2 separate regions of the Mus musculus genome follow, and region 2 is linked to region 1. The links are chromatin contacts, called in public promoter capture Hi-C maps. All regions are on one chromosome and are shown on one strand. Each heading gives the region's core, a stretch centred on a gene start, on an enhancer-like site or on the middle of the called end of the contact. The rest is flanking DNA. Distances are from core to core; before and after follow the strand shown. Region 1 overlaps Abcb4 (ATP-binding cassette, sub-family B (MDR/TAP), member 4). Region 2 holds the start of Tmem243 (transmembrane protein 243, mitochondrial).

Region 1 (6,887 bases), core at 2,019-4,518:
ATAAAAATAAAATTAGTGAGTAGAGCTGTGTGAAGGGTATATGTGTTCCCTGCAAGAAAGAACATCCTGACCTAGTCTCACGCTCTATGCACCTTCCAGAGATTCAGACTTCTCGGTGCTATGCTGTTCTTTGTTTTAGATGACCAAAAGATAAAGAAAATGATCATTTTGCTGAATTTAGTTACTATTTTAAGATTTGTGGCTTCTATTACCAGGCTGTCAAGAATAACTATATGGAATTTGTTTGGACAAATCAAACTCACTGAGAGTGACCCTATTTGTCTTTGGATAATAGAAGAGTCCTTTCTAGCTCCAGCTGTTCTCAAGACTTCAAAAATACCTGTCCCCGAAATACATGTTTTGTCCAGATGCATTGCAATATTGTATACTCTTTCCAAAATCAGACTCACATATTTATTTGTAAGGAAACAGTTTCTAAGGGACTACTTCTGCCCACCTTCCGATGTTGGGGACTTTGGTTCTTCCCACTTACCTTACCCTCTGTGGGGTCGTAGAGCCTCTGCAGCAGCTGGACAGTTGTGCTTTTTCCACAGCCGCTGTTGCCAACCAGAGCCACTGTCTGTCCACTCTTCACCTTCAGGTTGAGGCCCTTCAAGATCTGCAGAGGAAAGCAAGGAAGAGCACACTTCACAACCAAGCTCCAAAAAAGGAATAATTCAATTCTACTTAGAATTTAGAAAAGAAGTATGACTTAAGAGTTTAACTCCAATAGGACAAAAGTATATAAATATCAAAGGAATCAGACTCTATTGGGAAGATCAGAGATCAGCTTACGCTAGGAAACTAGTGTTGCTGACAGTACCTTGATATTAGCCCGAGATGGATAGGAAAAATGAACATCACTGAACTCCAAATTTCCTTTGATGTTGTCTGGTTTGTGTCCTCTCTCTGAAAAACTGTCAATTTTAGGATTCTAAATAAAACAAAATTCAATGACTATTTTATCAAATAAGAAATTGTATGTTTAAGGAATAGGAAGCATTAAATTCTAAACATAGAGTTCAGAGTATCATAATCCCCTTCATGTAAGCAAACTCACAGTGAACATGCAGGATATGTGTGTGTGTGTGTGTGTGCATGCACACATGCATGTGTGTTTGCATGCATGCTAGCACACAAGTGTTTGTGCATGTATGTGTGTATATATTAATCTCCTTCATGAGAGTGAATACACAGTGAACATGTGGGATATGTGTATATGTGTGTGTGTGTGCGTGCATGTGTGTCTGAATGCATGTTAGCACACAAGTGTATGTGCATGTATGTGTGTATACATTAGTCTCCTTCCTGTGAGCCAACACACAGTGAACACGCGGAATGTGTATGTGTGTGTGCACATGCACACATGCATGTGTATCTGCACACATGTTAGCACAAAAGTGTCTGTGCATGTATGTGTGCATACATGTGTGTGATTTACTAAAACTTTTCTGAAAATGCATAGGGAATATTTATTTTATTTCATGCAACACGTTCCAGTTTTTGGCACATATTCATAAATTTTATAAATGGTCAGTTATACATGTTTAGAAAAACAACAAAAACATATTGGATAAGTGCAGTTATTTCTGCCTTTAGTGAAACTTATTTCTTCCTAAACAATAAAATAGAACATGGATTGAATGACGAGCACAGTATTACGTAGGAACCATGTAAACATCCAATACATTTAGAATTATAAATTAGATCTACTTCTATAATTTCAATTTCCAACTTTGAATTTTACTATGTAAATGCAATGGCATGCTTTAGTATGTAAATCTTTTCATTTTCAATGTAGTCAGTTTAGTTTATTCAATGTAGTTGATTTAAGGTTAGGGAGAAGAGCAAACCTCATAGCAAAGTTCACTGTTAATTTGGTCCTATACACAATTTATCCCCCTGCCCACTCTACTGTATAGAAATTATAATCTGGTCAAACATGCAAAGGAAGTAAACACGGAAAGGAAGCATCTTAACCTACACTCTCGTGATGGACATAAACATCGTGATGGATATAAACAGACTCCAGTGGAGTCAGTGATTTGATATTGCCAAATAAACTTGTAGAGTTTCCTGTTGTTAGAGTGTACCTTACTAAATAACTTAATACACGTGATTCAATACTTGATTATCAATACCACCATGACTCTCTCAGCTTTCAGACAATGAAAGACTTACATTATCAATAATGTCAAAGATCACATAGGCTGCTCCTCTTGCATTAGCGAAAGCATCAATACAGGGGGCAGCCTGCCCCACACTGAAAGCCCCGATGAGGATTGAGAAGAAGACCTGAGTGAAAGAGTTAGGAACAGAATAGCATCATCTGCGTTAGAGCTTGCTTGAAATATACATGAAGGACCGAATTTAGGATTTATTGGACACTTAGTAACTTTTTTCTTACTGAGAAACAATATTTGTACATCTTTATGAAACACATTGTGATAATTAGATACATGTATATAATTAGTGTGATAAGACACCCATCAACTTGCTAAAAATAAAATTGCTTCAGTAAAGAACACATTTTTTTTTTTTTTTTTTTTTGGTTTTTCGAGACAGGGTTTCTCTCTATAGCCCTGGCTGTCCTGTAACTCACTTTGTAGCCCAGCTGGCCTCGAACTCAGAAATCAGCCTGCCTCAGCCTCCCGAAAGAACAAAATTTTAAAAACTAACACAACATTTCATTACTAAATGTGTTTATTTATATTTTATTTCCCTTTGTATGCATCAAAAATAAGCTTTGTTTAGTCTGCCAAACCATTTGTTGCTTTTTTCCCTGATCACAAAGTATTAGTCATAAAGACATTTGACTCCTACTTCATTAGCTCTGAAGCTAATGCCACCAGAAAAAGCATTCCTCCTGTTAAAGTTTCATTCCATTCTTTATCATTTTATCTAACTCTGCAAGGAATTGCACAAAATATTCAATAGGAAACATACAGATTTTGGCCCCATGTGGTTTTCCTTTAAAAAGCTATTATAGATTGATAGATATATGGTCAGATCAACGGAAGTCTAACACTTCCTTTATATTTTAAAAACAGGGTGTCTTCCTGCAGTCCATGATGGTCTGGAACTCATTATAGCCTCTATTCTCCAGCCCAAGCCTCCTGTGCGCTGGGATTAAAGGTATATATTACCATTCCCAGTCACCAGTCAGTTCATCCATTTATAGAACATAAAATTATGATCATTATATTTTGCAGCACACAAAACGACACATTTCACATCTGTCTCATTGGAACATAAACTGATGTATAAATCCAACACAGTTTCAGGAAAACAGATTTATAGCATATATAACTTAAGAAAGATATAGGAGAAGAGAAATTACTCCTTTCTCTCCAAGAACTTTTACATATATCTATGTTCTTTGAAATAACAGTGACATACGTGTTTACAAAACCCAAATCCCTTCCACTATCTATCTCTTATCTCAGGACCAATGAGAAAAAATTCTTAATGGAAGTAGATATTAAGGCATTATTGCAATGAAGTCATAGCTCTTTGTGTAGAAGGCTTGCCAGTTTCCCTTTACCTGTGACACAGACATTATGTACCAGGGCTACAAATGTGGACAAATTCACCATGCAAGGGTAATGGCAAAGGTTAATGCCACCTCCCTTATTTATAAAACGTCGGGAGGAAATGCGGAAGTGAAAACATGTGGTGAGCTGCCACAATGCGCCAGAGAAGAACAGGAAGTCGGGAGACTCTGCTGTTACTGATACCCCCAACCTTCACCAACTTCAGGCCCCTGTAAGCACACTGTGAGATTCAAATTCTCATATGGAGAAAGTCTAAGGACCAAATTATATTTAGAATTTTCATTTTGAAAGAGTCAAGTGCAACTTTTGAAACATGATCAACCCCAACGTGGAAGATGGTCACAAAATGTCACTGGTTTATAGAAAAGATTACCAAAGACCTACGTATTATGACTTAAGTTTCGGAAGAGAAAAACATACATATCTGGGAAATACATATCAAAAAAACCACTACCAAGTATGCATGGATTCTTAGAACGTAAGTAATTTAACTTTTAAAAGTTTTTATTTTAGTCATTAGTATAATTCAAATGCATTACCTTCACAATCATGCTATGAGCGTATCTACATCTTCATATAGCCAGATGATCTAACATGACTTTTCTTTTCTATTTTAAAAAGCTGCATGATGTGTGAATTGAATGCTCTTTTACACAATGACCTATCTATAGTAATAAATGAAACTCTCTTCCACAGTTAAACTCAACAAGAGAACAAGGATAACTCCAATATCTTCTTATTCTAATCATGTTTTCCATTTCATTTCCCTTTGTGTGAATATGTATTTCTCCAGTGGTCAAACCACAAGCTATTATCTTGTCCTCACTCACCATGAGGACTTGACTTGCATATTCTAGAACGCCAACTCTACCCACAGGACGGCAAAGATCAAACCTACAATCACAACTTTTTCTTCCAAAAGGAGAAAGGGGGGAAAGGAGCAGGCAGGGGATAGAGAGCTGGCTCAGGGTCAAGAATGCACACTGGGCTATTATCCACTTATCAGTGAGTACATATCATGTGAGTTGTTTTCTGATTGGGTTACCTCACTCAGGATGATATCCTCCAGATACATCCATTTGCCTAGGAATTTCACAAATTCATTCTTTTTAATAGCCGAGTAGTACTCCATTGTGTAAATGTACCACATTTTCTGTATCCATTCCTCTGTTGAGGGACATCTGGGTTCTTTACAGCTTCTGGCTATTATAAATAAGGCTGCTATGAACATAGTGGAGCATGTGTTCTTATTACCAGTTGGAACCTCTTCTGGGTATATGCCCAGGAGAGGTATTGCTGGATCCTCCAGTAGTACTATGTCCATTTTCTGAGGGACTGCCAGACTGATTTCCAGCCCAGAAACTTAGAATACCCAAGATACAATTTACAAAACACATGAAACTCAAGAAGAATGAAGACCAAAGTGTGGACACCTCATCCATTCTTAGAATTGGGAAAAAATACCCATGGAAGGAGTTACAGAGACAAAGTTTGGAGCTGAGATGAAAGGATGGACCATGTAGAGACTGCTGCAACCAGGGATCCATCCCATAATCAGCCACCAAATGCAGACAGTATACATACACATACACCAGCAAGGTTTTGCTGAAATGAGCCTGATATAGCTGTCCCTTGTGAGGCTATGTCAGTGCCTGGCAAACACAGAAGTGGATGCTCACAGTCATCTATTGGATGGAACACAGGGCCCCCAATGGAGGAGCTAGAGAAAGTACCCAAGGAGCTAAAGGGGTCTGCAACCCTATAGGTGGAACAGCAATATGAACTAACCAGTACCCCAGAGCTCGTGTCTCTAGCTGCATATGTAGCAGAAGATGGCCTAGTTGGCCATCACTGGAAAGAGAGGCCCCTTGGTCTTGCAAACTTTATATGCCCCAGTACAGGGGAACGCCAGAGCCAAGAAGTGGGAGTGAATGAATAGCGGAGCAGGGTTGGGGGAGGGTATAGTGGACTTTCGGGATAACATTTGAAATGTAAATGAAGAAAATACCTAATAAAAAATTGGAAAAAAATGCATACTGCTCTCACAGTGACCTGAGTCTGGTTCCTTGTACCTATGGCAGGTGGCTCACAACCTTCCATAACTCCAACTCCAGGGGGATCCTACACCTCTGGCTTCCACAGGCACCTTCATGTATACTCTACCCTTCCACAAAAAACTTTAAGTAATACTAAAAATAAATAAAAAATAATAAAGACAAGGTAGGTGCAGAACAATTCCAGATTTCTCATAATCATTAGCAGTATTACTTACTGTCATTGCATTTCCAATTGTATATTCTTTTGATATAACCAGAGTGGATCCATACCAGAAGGCCAGTGCATAGGATGCATATATTAACAAGAAAGCAATACCCATGGAGATGTTGGCTGAGATAGCCTTTTTAATTCCAATCTTTTTGGCATTTTCTAAATGTTTCTGATACCTACCGAAAAATGAAGAGGGAAATGTTATAATGTGAATAACACTTTACAACCCAAGGCGTAATAAACCCCTATTCAGTATGGGGTTAAGGGTGGAAGCCATGAAGGTAATAAAGTCTTGAGGAGTCCAGTATCCCAAGAATTGACCTGGTTCAGGATTAGTGCTCAGGAGAACTGACCTAAGCCTACTCCTGACTTGCTTGGCTCATCTCCTTTGAACTCTACTGCACTAACTTGTGTTCCCATGGCTATGCCAGAATTGAAGCCTCAGTCCTGGGATACTAAGAACCTTCCTGTCAGGATTACATACAGGTAAAAACAAACAAACAAACAAACAAACAAACAAGCAAGCAAGCAAGCAAAAACCCCAAACCAACCCACCCAGGGGGCTATTCTAGTTTCTTTAGTGGTTATATTCTTAACTATTCTAGACTCGTTAGTGGTTATATTCTTAACTATTCTAGACTTGTTAGTGGTTATATTCTTTTTTTTTTCATGACTTTGTTTAAAACTTAGCAGACAAGACTGCAGAAAAACATCCATGTGTCAGGGTCTAAAGCTGCATCTTAGATTTTAGTTGGCAAAGACCACATTTAGCAAATCAACTCTTTAGTCTTCCACGTACAAGCCAGAGACGTACTAAAACTGTAAAAAAGAGAAAAAAATAGTTTCTTATTGTTCAAAAATACCACTTTATGTGTAAGTGTAGAAAAAAATGCATAGATCTTCATCGAAAGAGCTGGCTGTCCTGGGGAATCATTCACCCTTTCCACAGTACTGAGGCGAGTTACTGGCTATGCAGTAGGGCTCCCTTGCTACAGCACTAGAAGGCAGCTATTTAGGGAGGAGGCAGGAAAAGGAGAAAGGAATGTACGTAAGGCATACTGTAAA
Region 2 (7,582 bases), core at 4,888-7,387, 180 kb before region 1:
GGAGGAAGAAAACTTCCGAGAGTAGAAAGGGAGACGTCGCTGCAGCTATCTGTTCAGAACCACAACTCTGGCACAAGAAGGGACCGTGATTTGGCAAGCTAGAAGAGGTAGTACCTTTGAGGGAGACAGAGATGTGCTCACGGTATCACAGAAACTAGGCTTTCAAAAGAAACTAGAAGCTTCCGCTGCCCTATGGGGCAGCCTTGTGGGGGCCTAAGCAAGAGAAGGCAGCAAAGACACAGAGACCTTAGCAACAGCTTTGTCCTTAAATCAGCAAATAAATAAATAAATTTAAAGGGGCTAAAAATCGCATAAAGAGTATCTTACATTTCTCCTCTTCCATTCAAACTCCCAGTTCAAACAACCTGTCCAGGACACTGCACGTAATGAGAGACATCTTGGTTTTGCTGCTTCTCTTCGCTCGTTTATTTACTGAGGAACATGGGAAGAGCATCCTGCTCTCAGAACCAGTATCAAAAGCCTCAGAGCCTACTGACCTCTGCAGAAAACCTCCCTGTCCTTTCCCATCTGCTTTGAAGTCCACAGCAGCAACTCCCCAGCCTCACTTTCCACCATGAGTAACAGGACGTCAATGCTCCTCTTAGACTTAACTACATACTTTGAGCGAAGACACCATCATTGGAACACATCTGTCTAGAAACCAGTTTTCATTGCATCCCACCAAGTGGGATTTGTCCTCTGGCCATCGGTGTTAGCTGTGGGGAAATGCTTTGCTCTCTCCCACTCAAAGAATCACGGTCCCTCTTCACACTCAGGTCCACGCAGCCTAGACAATTGAAACCGATTTAAGATACCTAACACGTAATTATGAAGTCAAGAAATGGTGACACCCAAGCCTGGGCAACTGAACGCCCTTCTTCTGCAGAGACTGGTGTTTCTCTAAAACCAAGGACTAGACAGAGGGACTGTCTCCAGGTTTTAGTTCACATGACAGCAGGAAAGGAGGTGGAAGAGCAAAGAAAAGAGCCCTGGGTCCACCAGAAATCTCTCTGTAGTGCCATGTCTTGGAATGTTCCTGTGGTGGGCATAACACACTACCAAAGTAGTTAAAAGTCCTACGCACCCACCCTCATCAACTAGCGTCAGAGAGGAAAACCAGCACACTGAGCCTCTGCGACTCTCACAGCAAGAGAAGGCGTTTCTCAAACAGAGCTACAAACGCCATAACCAGAAACCACCAGCTTTGAACACTCTGTCGAAGCGATGGGCTCGGCCGTAGGTGCTCGGCACCTGAAATGTAGCCAATGTGAACTGCAATGGACTCCAAGAGTAAAGCGTATCTGACATCAAAGACAGTACAAAAACATTTTTCAAATTTATTTATACTAGTAATGTCTTGAAACAATGGATTTTTTCTTAGTAATACAATTTTCAATTTTTTATAAAACGTATTCTATAGCAATTAAATATTATATTGTTTTATCCCCTTCAAGACAGAAAATAAAATGGTGTGACTAATACCACATGTTGTCAGAGATGTAAAACAATGGATTTATGGGTCTAAATATTTTGGTAGGTCTACAAAGAAATTCTAAATTACATTAAGGCCCAAATGTTTCTTTGCCCGCGCAAACACACACACACACACACACACACACACACACACAGAGAGAGAGAGAGAGAGAGAGAGAGAGAAGGAGAAGGAGGAGGGGGAGGAGGTGGAGAAAGAGAGAGAAGGAGAAGAAGAAGGAAGAGGAGGAGGAAGAAGAGGAGGAGGGGAAGGAAGAAGAGGAGGAGGGGGAGAAAGAAGAGGAGGAGGGGGAGAAAGAGAGAGAGAGAGAGAGACAGAGAGACAGAGACAGAGAGAGAATGAATGAATATGCCTCGATAAATGAATGGGAGTGTTTGGGAGTGTTGGTGCTAGGGATCAAAAACACAGGGATTTGTCCATGTCAGGCAAGTGCTCTACCCCTGAGCTTGTCTTTTCTGGGAGTTTTGGCTAACTGGATAGGTGGTTGGGGTTGGGATGGGGGTAGAGAGTGTTATGAATAAAACCTGTAGTCTTATGCATGCTAGGCGAGCATATAGCCCCTGCACTTGTGGTCTACACATGGGTAACCCTGTTTTAGACACTACAAAATGGCCGTAGATAAACATCAGACATTTATTATTTTGGTCTCTGCCATGCTTGGTTTTTACCCGAAGGAAATGCACCATGGAAGAGAACTTAAGAATGTTTTGGTTTTTAGTTTTGTTTGAAGCAGGGTCTCACGATGTATCTCAGACTGGCCTGGAACTGTGGAGCCAGAGCTGGCCTCAGATTCACAGCACTCTTACTGCCTCCTTGATGGGAAGAAATAGTTTAAGACATTGAAAATAACATTCTGACACTCCGACCAAGACTGATAACATTTTCAAAGGTATCGATGAGGTATAATTTCTTACAAAATATAACCACCATCCCTTCTGTCATCCCTCACGCGGAACAAGAACTATTTTAGCAGCTCCATCTCTGAAGCTATTTCTAAACCTAGCACTAAAAACTGAATCAATTTGGAAATCACTGTGATCTGCCCGCCTGGTTGTTTCTCAAGGTCCACTAGGTTTTAAGTTTCTTCAAAAGTGAAAACTCACTACCTGAGCTAGGGCAACCCTTCACCCCAACTTCCTGGGAAGAGGCAAGAAGTGAGAACCTGCCACACAGGCTCCATGACTAAGTCAGTATTCACACCACTGTTCAGCTCACAAAAGGGAACTGGCAAAATACTGCCAGAGAACTGGCCGTGTAGCTGAAAAAGTAATACCGTGGAGTTCACTTCCTTAGCCGTACAACAGAAATACAAACATCTGTCTTAGAAAGGACTCTGACGATCGATCAAACAAGGAACACTGAGTGCCCAGCCTGTTGCCTGGCGCTGAGGAAACACAAACCCTCAGGACGCCCCTCTATCTGGGCATCAGTGCTCTTAGCCTTAAGAATGAAGAGATGACCCCTAAAACTGAGAGCCTATACCATGTTGATTATTCTAGAGAAACGAGACCACTAAAAGCTCCAAGAATTTGTCATAAGGGAATGGGCTTTCTCCTGTCGTGATTTTCTCAGCTTGTTTAACAGCAGCTCACTATTACCAAGTTTCCACTTAAGTGGCTACTGTGGTCTAGTTTCCTGGAATCTGAAAAGGAGGAAGCCAGAGCCACTCACACGCAAGAGAGGAGAGAGGAGACAGAGACTGATGTCTCGGAATTCCCAAGACTGACTCCGCTCCAGCAGCCGTTCCTCCATCCCAGGAAATGGCTGCACTCTTCCTTGCCCCACTCAGGCCTACACATAAAGCTCTTGCTATAAACAAAGGCAGGTGCTTTAATCTCCAGATTAGGCATTGCAATTTACTGGAAACATGACTTGCCCCACATCAAACCATGGATCTCTTTCCTTTCTCCACTCCATGGAATGTATATGCAATGGCCCCGTCCACCTCACAAGGCAACTTATCCAACTCCCAAGTTGTAGCAAACTTATATATTATTCTTAACTTTTCGCTTATGTGGCCAGTGCTGCAATGTTCTGGAGCTGCCTAAGTAGTGCAGCGCATTATAATCGCCGTACACGGGCTGGTGAGATGGCTCAGTGGGTAAGAGCACCCGACTGCTCTTCCAAAGGTTCGGAGTTCAAATCCCAGCAACCACATGGTGGCTCACAACCATCTGTAACAAGATCTGACTCCCTCTTCTGGATTGTCTGAAGACAGCTACAGTGTACTTACATATAATAAATAAATGAATCTTTAAAAAAAAAAAAAAAAAATCGCCGTACACTTGAACTCAGGGGTGTCATGAACAGAGATATATTTGGATACTGATGTCCTTGGATGGGTTTCAAATGGATGACGGATGGTAGGAAACTTTCAAGCAGTAGGCATCTGGCCAGCCAATAACATCAATTATTTCTCAATAGCTACACATTTGTCAGGGAGGTGGGGGGTTGTTATTTTGCTTTTAAGGCTCCTGGTTTTGATTTGGGGTCAAGATTGCACTATGTACCTCAGGTTCATCTTGAACCTTGTGATCAAGTGACCCTCCTACCCCAGCCTCCCAAGCGCTGAAACTAACACAGTGAGCTATCTCAGTCAGCCCAGCCAGCTTCAGTGTCTGCATCAGACAAGTCCACTGGGAAGCCCAGTGCTGCTGTATTACAGAGCCTATGAAGTTAAAAGTCTGAATCACCCAGACTCTCAATCAGCACTCAGAAAGCTATGCGCAAGAGACAGTGAGCCTGATTTGTGGACAGCTGGACAAATGTTTCATATGAATGAGACCAGTTTCATCTTTGTACCCAAAATGCATGATGCCCTCCGTGCTGTGACACAGGCCACAGTCACCAGAATCTCCACTTTATGCACAGATATGCACAGATCTCCCGTTCCTGACTGCTTTCCTTTAACACCAAATAGACACACATGAGCGCTCAGTAACGTCTGCAAATAACGGAAGGAGCATTAGTGAACTTGAGCTCCCAAGCATGGCGAGCTGAGATTAGGCGAAGTTACAAGAAGCCAGACATCCATCTTGAAATGTCTTAGTAAAGCACCCCAAGACAAATCAAATTCTATATGGAATTTAATAATAAGTAATCTTCATGGTAGACTGGCAGCTTCCAAGTTTAGGATTCCCCATGACTGCCAGGTGGAGAAGTTCCCTGTGTGTGGTACAGGCTCTTCCCACAAGGTAAGAAACCCAGCTCTACAGTAACCACAGCAACTTTCAAAGGCTGACTGCTCCTATCAGGGGTCAGGGGGTCTACAGTCACCAACGTCATTTACAAGTGGGGGGGGGGGGAGGGTAAGAGAGCTACAGGTTAATCTTGCCCTGACTTCTGAGAAAGTTTTATGCTGAATACAGAGTTTCTTGATTGTCCCCAAGGCAAGGGGGCTGGGGGTGGGGAGCAAGTTTCAGAAAGTTAACGCTAAGTACAGAGAAAGACTTTTGTTGACTGCAGGCCAGAGGCTCTATCTAGTCAAGCTTCTAGAAAACGGTTAGTGCCTCTGCCTATTTGAGAGCTGGGACCCTTTGTTTGATCACCTCCTGGGATTGTGGCCAACATCCACCTTCATGGAGCTGCTTCACATCCTCATCCTCTTAAGAACTCTAGGTAAGCAATCATCAGAAGCAACCCTGGGCTCTCGATGCACTCCTGAAACCACTAAAGCCCTGGACGCACACCTGAAGTGTGGAGCTGGAAAGTGCGCTTATGCAACCTTCGCAGGACTTTCCCTCCACGGTGGGGTTTCCGCACTCTCCGTAAGGGCTTCCCACAAACTGCCCAGAACTTTCTGAACTTTTCTCCACTCCAAACTGCTCTTGGTGCAGAGTGCAGGGCAAACATCCCAAGAGAGGGGCGGGACGGCAAGAACAGTTCTTCCCACTTCCAAGTACCCTCCAGGCAGGCTGCAAGGAGCCAGCGGGGTGGAGGGAGGCGGGATTCTCGCACTCTGGCCCGGGGCCCACTCCCGCACTCACCTTGGCAGACGTCTCCCCGAACAGAGGTCTGTTATCCAGGCCGCTGGTCCCGTAGGTCCTGGTAGCAAAGTCCTCCATTTTAGGGCTGCTTCGCTCGTCCCCGGACGCTCAAAAGCGAGTCCGCATCAGCTCGCGAAGTCCGGACGCCCGCCCCTCACGGCGCACGCATGGCCCGGGCCCTGGGGGGGTGGGGAGGGCGGGAAATCCCGACGGGGCGACTGTCACTCCCGGGGGCCCCTGGCCGCTCCGCCCCAGCCCCGCCGTCCTCATCTCCAGCGGCCGCCGCGGGAAGTGAAAGGAAACAAACAGCGCTTGGCCGCCGCCCCGCCCGCGCCCGCCGCCCCCAATCTCGGCCGGGGCTCCACCGGGAGAAAGTTTGCCTGGCGCGAGTCCCCCGCGCGGCGGGGCGGCGGGAGTGAAGTTGCGGGCCGGGCGGCCCCGCACACCACCCTAGCTCGGCTGAGAGCTCCGCATCCGCCCGCTCGCGTCCCGTCCCCCGTGCTCCCCGCAGCCCCGGCTGCGCCCGCAAGCCAGACCTCGGCGTCCCGCGCCGCGCGCGCGGCGGATCCAGGCAGCGGCCGCGACCCCGAGCCGTGGCCCCCACACGCCGGCCGGACGCCGGCGCCGTGCGGCGAGTCCCCCCGGGCTCTCCGGTCCGGGACCTGCGGCCACTGTCGCAAACCGGTCGGGCCCGCCCAGATCGCGTCACGACTCAGGCAGCCAATCCCACGGGCAGAGGCGCCGCCTGGGCTGCAGAGCTTTATTTACAGAGGTGCGGGTCGTCCCACCGAGGCGCGGGTCCCCGCTGCCAAGCGTTTCTCCGCCTCTTGGCAATTGGCGGCTGCGCGGTGCACGTAGTGGCTAAAGCAGGGTTCTGAAGACCGACTCGAATTTGGCGTCTTAAAACCCGACAACCTGCTTCGACCACTCCAGGATTTGGATGTGGACACTTTACAGTATCGGAGGCAATCGTGTATGCGTGTTTTATTCTGTATTACACACAGAATAAGAGGTCCTAGTTTACATAAACAGTTAGGTATTTCGTTGCCTGGTCCAGTGGGGGTGCTGCCACAGGCCAGAGCTTCGCATCTTGGGCCTTTTTGGAGTCTTGGGGCTTAGAGAGCTGAATGGAATGGACAAGCTGCACAAGTACCGTCGCTCTACATTTGAAGTTCTTCCTAAAAGCTAAAAACCAAACAACTACACTAATAGGATTGGGCTGACACTAATACCTAGCTAGATTCAAGAAAGTTCGGAAAGTGTTAGTGTGCAGGAGACTCTAAGCTGAAGCGATACCTCCACGAACGCTTAGAATCTAGACATGGGTTCCAGTGCCACGCAACAGTTTAGAACAAGGGATGGAATAACAACCACAACGAACTTCCAGCCCTGAGTACACGTAAGTATTATACATATCCCCATTGCCCAATCATTACACGTGTTTTACAAATTAGCTGTTTACTCGCGACTTTACCTTAACAACAGCAATACTACATAATCCAGCACCCACTTCTATTAAAAGTTCTATTTAAAGATTCATATTAAAAGGTCCTACAAATTAATTCACTTACTTATATTCAGTTTCATTCAACAAAAAATATTTTTGAGGCTCTAGGCTGTAATCCTTTGAATATTAGGGACAGTCTAGACTAAGTAGCAAGACCCTGTCTCAAAATAATAAAATAAAAACTAACAATACTTTGAGAATCTGCTGTGTGCTAAGCAACTATCCACCAAAATAACACAGTAATTATGGGCCTTGGTCAACAACCCCAAAAGATGCCATAATACCAAATTTGATATACAGTCAAATCAAAATCCATAAAGTCTAAAATTCTGAAAGGTTAAAGTTCTGGAAATATTATTCTGGGAAAAAATAAAGACTTTAAATACAAGTATATTTTTTAAAGTATAGTTATTTGAGAAACAAGAGAACATATAGGCAACGTTTTATAGTAAAATAGGTAACATACATATTTGGAAATTATATTCACCTCTGTGCTCTGCTGCTGTGGTGACTGGGTGGGGAGGAAGCATTTAGAATATTCATATTTAGGTCACAGGCCGGGCAGAAATCGTTCTGTCGACTGAACAGAGTAACTCT

The links. Promoter capture Hi-C pulls out the DNA fragments that hold promoters and counts their contacts.
Region 2: a promoter capture Hi-C map of the HPC-7 cell line shows a contact between it and region 1. The contact joins the promoter of Tmem243 here to the enhancer-like site in region 1. A contact is called at or near these places in 7 of 39 promoter capture datasets (the C10 cell line, the HPC-7 cell line, embryonic stem cells and 3 more), 1 of 15 datasets of contacts at CTCF or cohesin (the NIH/3T3 cell line), 2 of 484 Hi-C or Micro-C datasets (Th2 cells and embryonic stem cells), 3 of 115 datasets of contacts at active chromatin or transcription factors (embryonic stem cells, extraembryonic endoderm stem cells and large pre-B cells) and 2 of 9 other capture datasets (adipose tissue and liver).

What each region holds. Positions count from the first base shown.
Region 1 is chr5:8,914,067-8,920,953 of GRCm38.p6, reverse strand. It overlaps Abcb4 (ATP-binding cassette, sub-family B (MDR/TAP), member 4), which reads right to left. Exons shown (of 28, transcript NM_008830.2): 9 at 5,827-5,998; 10 at 2,182-2,295; 11 at 824-934; 12 at 494-619. Among named protein-coding and RNA genes, the nearest start is that of Abcb4, 24 kb to the right of the region's middle. Within about 2 kb of position 3,268, at least 47 of the 459 cell types and tissues checked have an H3K27ac peak or open chromatin away from gene starts, as enhancers often do. A contact at or near this core is called in the HPC-7 cell line, where this site is marked.
Region 2 is chr5:9,099,292-9,106,873 of GRCm38.p6, reverse strand. It overlaps Tmem243 (transmembrane protein 243, mitochondrial), which reads right to left and starts at 6,137. Exons shown (of 5, transcript NM_001081029.1): 1 at 6,015-6,137; 2 at 5,479-5,657. The coding sequence starts at 5,556.